2 separate regions of the Mus musculus genome follow, and region 2 is linked to region 1. The links are chromatin contacts, called in public HiChIP or PLAC-seq maps. All regions are on one chromosome and are shown on one strand. The core of a region is the stretch at or near the end of the contact, and the rest is flanking DNA. Distances in the headings are between cores, read along the strand shown.

What was found. HiChIP or PLAC-seq counts read pairs in DNA pulled down with a chosen protein or histone mark.
Region 2: a FOXA1 HiChIP or PLAC-seq map of pancreatic cancer cells shows a contact between it and region 1. The contact joins two enhancer-like sites. A contact is called at or near these places in 2 of 115 datasets of contacts at active chromatin or transcription factors (embryonic stem cells and pancreatic cancer cells).

What each region holds. Positions count from the first base shown.
Region 1 is chr1:150,246,635-150,249,426 of GRCm38.p6, forward strand. No RefSeq gene overlaps it. Among named protein-coding and RNA genes, the nearest start is that of Pdc, 71 kb to the right of the region's middle. Within about 2 kb of position 1,362, at least 12 of the 459 cell types and tissues checked have an H3K27ac peak or open chromatin away from gene starts, as enhancers often do. A contact at or near this core is called in pancreatic cancer cells, where this site is marked.
Region 2 is chr1:150,026,089-150,028,880 of GRCm38.p6, forward strand. No RefSeq gene overlaps it. Among named protein-coding and RNA genes, the nearest start is that of Pla2g4a, 66 kb to the left of the region's middle. Within about 2 kb of position 1,398, at least 36 of the 459 cell types and tissues checked have an H3K27ac peak or open chromatin away from gene starts, as enhancers often do. A contact at or near this core is called in pancreatic cancer cells, where this site is marked.

The sequences.
Region 1 (2,792 bases), core at 112-2,611:
GATCAGATATGGGGATCAACAGGAAGGATGGTCAGAATCCCTTGAGAATGAATGGAAATCTGCAACTGACAGGTATGGGGAAGTAGTGGGCATCTCCAGGGTGAAAGACCTAGGATAAGGGAGGCACCCAAGAATCAATGGGGATGTCCTTGTCCTTAGCTGTGACTCACAGCATTGGGGATTCGGTACCTCAAGAGGCCACCTCCTGCAGCCAGGCAGGAACCCCAATGGAATACCAAGCCACCCACAAAACTTTCAACCCAAAATTTAAACTGTCTACAAGTTATGGAGGGACAGGGAATGGAGCAGAGTCTGGGGGAACAAATAACCATCCCAACTTGAGACCCATCCCGTGGGCAAGCACCACTCCCTGGCAGTATTAATAATACTCTATGATGCTTCAGACAGGAGAATAGCATTGCTGCCCTGAGAGGCTCCATCCAGCAGCTGATGCAGACACTCACACCCAAATAGTGGATGGAGCTTAGGGACTCTTACAGAAGAATAGGAGGAAAGATTGCTGCCCATTAGGGGATAGGAACTCCACAGAAAGACTAAGAGAATCAACTAAACTGGTCCCTTGGGGCTCTCAGAGACTGAACCACCAACCACAGAGCATACATGGGCTGGACATAGTTTCCTGTCCCCAGCACATATGTAGCAGCTTGGTCTTCAGGTGGGTCACAAACAACTGGAGTGGGGGCTATTCCAAAAGTTATTGCCTGTTCATTTGATATGTTCTTCTAGCTAGGGTGCTTCATCTGGCCTCAATAGGAAACAATGAGCCTAGTCTCACAGAGACTTGATGTGTCAGTGTCGGGGATACCCAGGGTGGCCCCACCTGATCAGAGAAGAAGGGGTTTGGGGGATAGAACGATTGTGAAAGGGGATGACCAGAAGGGGGTAGTCAGCAAGATGTAAAGTGAAGAAGTAAGATGATGAAGATGAAGATGAAGATGAAGATGATGATGATTTTAATAGAATTGTTTTCAGTGCTGAGGATTGAAGTCAGTCCTTCACACACAGACAAATGTTCTATCACAGAGCTATAGCCTGGTCTAGAAAGCATTTTGATAGTATAATTAAAAGACCAACTTTAAGAAGAGTTTGAAGAAAGTAGAAACAACAACAACAAAAAAAGCAATAGATTCATGATTTCAGTTACTTTCCTTGTAAGACAAGAACAGAGAGACAGAACAACAGAAAAATAACCAATTAGTTAAGAACATCTTCTTTAACCTCTTTGGAGCTCTGTTGCTTCTAATTTGCCTGCAAATTCTGAGTTAATATGTATAGAATGCCTGACACACATCCTGCACTAAATAAACATAGGTAGTCATGCCCTGTGTATTAGTCATGGTTCTCCAGAAAAGCAGAACCAATAGAACATGTACAGAGAGGGAAAAATGAGCTCTGTCCCTGTGTAGTTTGGAACATAGGGTCTTGCTTTAAAGCCCAGGCTGGACTAAAACTTAGAATCCTTGTAACTCTGCCTCCTTCATTCTAGGATTACAGAGAGTGTGCCAGCACATTTGCCTCAATACCATTAATGGTATTGGAGACTAGAAAGTCCCAAATCTTCAGGATAGACAGTCAAGCTGAAAAATGAGGCAAAAGACCAGTGTTGTAGTTTAAGTTCAAGATCACCAACCTGAAGAGCTAGGGAGGAAAAAAAAAACTTACAGTTTAAATGCAAAAAAACAGCCTAGGGTCATAATTTTATTCCATTTAAGCCATTAACTGGTTAGATGAGACCCACCAATATTATGGGGCAATATTCTTGGTCAAAGTCTACCAACTTAAAAGTAAATATCACCCAAACACTCATAGCACATGTAAGCACTGAGCTCAGACCCATGAATATATAAAATTAAGCATATTGCCCTAACAGGTGTACTCAGGAAAGTAGTCCTTTGCCTTCCATAAAGCACTTCATATGTCTATTAAAGCCAGTTGGGAAGAGGTCCCTGAGACTGGGCTTCTTCAGAGGACAAAGTAGCAAGAGTGAGGTGTCAGAGGTCCTAAGTCTCTGCCAAGGCAAGGACCAAAAAGAAAATGTTAATGACCCCACCAACATCTGCTCTTACCAATGGATCTAAATCTGGCCAAACATGAGCTGATCTTCTTCAAGCTTACAGTGGTCCACTCCTTGACCATGCTGGGACAGTCCCATAAGACACTGATATGCAGAATGTTCACTGCAGATGTTCAAATGCATGAAAGAAAGACAAGAATCTTCAGGGACTTTTCAAAAGCCATTCTGAACCCAAGAACAATGGCTAACAGGACGTATTTTGTGAGGCATCTAAGTGCTCACGAACAAGAGTCGCATGAAACACCAGTTGTAGCTTACTATAGCATGTGTATGTTGATGATACTTGTGCTGTGAGGGGCCTTGCAGATCTCAAATAACATAAATCTCCTGTTCTTTGATCTGTACTTAATTATTTATCAACTATAGATGAACTCACCCAAAGCCAAGCCTGTATGTGGAGGAAATATAGATAGATAGATAGATAGATAGATAGATAGATAGATAGATAGATAGATAGATAGACACATATATGTGTGTGTATATATACTTTTAAAATTAAATTAATACAGCATTAATTTAGTCCATTACTAAGTATTCTTGCTATTTTGCTCATATATACATAATATGCATAATATGTATTAATATATGTATCAATATAATATTACATATTATGCATATTATGTATATAAGCAAAAGGGAAAATATCTAAAATATTTAATAATATTGTTATATATAATATATATTTAAACAAAAAGGA
Region 2 (2,792 bases), core at 148-2,647, 220 kb before region 1:
TAAGAACCACTCAACAAGAGGTAAATCATGCCTGGTAATGGAAACCTAGCTGTAGGCTTAGATTTTTCTCTAAATCTACTTTATTTAGGGTTCTTGAACACTTCAACCTCCCTTCTAGTTCAGCGACTGAAAAAGAAGGTTCATAAGAACAGGGTTTGGTGGGCCAGTTTAGAAGTAGTTCTTTGGCAGTGATTTCACTCTTCAGTGTCAGGATACCAGCAGTCCAGTCCAATAGCAAACAACAAACATGAATCAGTAGCAGTCCTCTATCCAGCAGAAACTACAAGCCCTGCCCAGCCCCCTCCACCGAATCAGCATGAGTCAGCGGAATCAGCCAGAATACCAAGAGAAGGACTTTGGCACATTTCTTTCTGCAAAGTGAAGACCAGGGAAAACCAAGGAAGACCAGCAAAGTGTTGCAGGAGAGACAAGGGGCCAGACATGATAAGACTTGGATAGGACTATGCCTTACTCCCAGTGACACAGGGCAATCACATTTTTTATTGAGAGGTAGCTTAGCACAACAATCACTCATTATAGGCATAGAATCCAGAGTTTGTCACACATCTGAGGTCACTGCTGTCCATCACAGGAAGTCCTCCCTTTCCATTCTACAATCACTCTATTCTTTCTTCATTTTTCCTTTTCTTTTCTCCTTTTCTATCTATGTCTTTTATTTATTTCTCTATTGATTGATTAAGAGTTTTGTGTTTGTTTTGAAACAGGGTGTTACTCTGTGTCCCTAAATGGCCTGGGACTCAGAAACTCAGGCTAGCCACCAACTCAAGGAGATCCTCCCGCACAAATTTGCTTAATGGCAGGATTACATAATTACCTGATTACATAATGTAAGTTGCCAAGCCAACCTCTATAACAGTCATTTTCCACTGGCACCTGTAGCACTGAGGTGTTACCTGTCTTTTTGACCTTTTATAAATACTTCTTTAAAGTTATGATAGATTGAAAGGGTTATATCTTGTCTGCTATGTTTCTTGTGTGACTGCCTCATGACAAATGACAGAGGTCAACGAAGCTATAATTTGTCTTGGTGGTGGTATCTTACCAGTGTGTTTTTGTAAACTGAGGCATGGGGGTGGAGATGAGTCACTGCAGTCATAAAATTAGTGAGTCCCTGGAAGGAAAGGATCATGCAGGGCATGATGCTGAGTCTTCATGCCCTTGTTCTGTGTTGCCACTCACTGTTTAGACTTTCCTTCCTATCAGAGTTCTCCCCGATGGAAACAGCCCAGGGGAGGAAATCCCTGTGTTTGTAGACTCATTTTGGAAAAGAAAGCTTTGTATGTTTGTGTTTGATAACACTGTTATAGTTACTAAACCATCGGCTCATGGTTCTGGAATCCTGTGGAATTCCAATGTGCACTAACAGCCCGCTCTGTTCTATCTTCTCTTCTGGTCAGACTGCTCTGGGGTAGCAGAAGTTAGTCAGTGACTTCCCTCGTCCTCCAGTCTAGCCCACATGGAATTCCAGTATCAGTGGGTGTGGACGGGTAACAGGGAGCTGCATTTTTTCCTCTCTATAAGCTGTTTTACAAATGCCCATATAGACATGCAAGAGGACCAACCAGAGAGAAAAATATCAAAACCTAGGAAAGGGTTGAAACTGATCACTTCAGGAGAATTCTCTTACTAAGGTCTAAAGTTGGACTTGATTGTTTTCTCTGTCAACTTTTGTGTCATCTCTGAAGGATTGTCCACCCCAGGGGAGTAGGTTTTTGATGGCTATGGCAGATGACTACTAGAACCAGTGAGTCTCACTGCTAGGCAAGGGTATCCTAAATCTGAATAGAAAGCAAGGAAAATATAAAGTGTACATTTCAATAAACTATTTTCTTTATAAATTTATTTATTCTACATGTGTATGGCTATACATGCATACCACAACCTGTGTGTGGAGGTGGGAGGACAATCATCAGGAGTTCCTTCCATCTTTGAACCCCAGGAATTAAATTCAAGTTGCGCATCAGCCTTGACAGCAAGTACCACCACATACTAACCATCTTGATGACCCTCAATGCTTTATTTAGGTAACCGATTGACTGATTTTCACTCTCTTGTTTGTGTTTCTTAGATGATTTTGCAATTTTACAAGATAATACAAGATATTTTTACATCTTGTTGTCATCAGCTCTATTTTCAAGTAGCTCATAGAATGGCTAAGCTAAATTAACCTCACAGCCAGAGAACAGCTATGGTAGTTGGAATGAAAATGGCCACCATAGGTCCACAGAGAGTGACACTAAATATGACCTTGTTGAAATTGGTGTGGCCTTGTTGGAGAAAGTATGTTTCCTTCAATTCTTCTGCATGCCAGATATAGAACTCTCAGCTCCTCCTCAAGATGCCAGCCTACTGCAGTGATGATAATGAACTAAATCTCTGAAAATGTAATCCAGGTCCAACTAAGTGTTTTCTGTTCTAAGAATTGCCATTGCCGATCCCTTTAGCTCCGTGGGTACTTTCTCTAGCTCCTCCATTGGGAGCCCTGTGATCCATCCAATAGCTGACTGTGAGCCAGTACCCCGGAGCTCTTGACTCTAGCTGCATATGTATCAAAAGATGGCCTAGTCGGCCATCACTGGAAAGAGAGGCCCATTGGACACCCAAACTGTATATGCCCCAGTACAGGGGGACGCCAGGGCCAAAAAAATGGGAATGGGTGGGTAGGGAAGTAGGGGGGAGGGTATGGGGACTTTTGGGATAGCATTGGAAATGTAATTGAGGAAAATATGTAATAAAAACTATTAAAAAAAGAAAGTAAAAGCACACAAAAA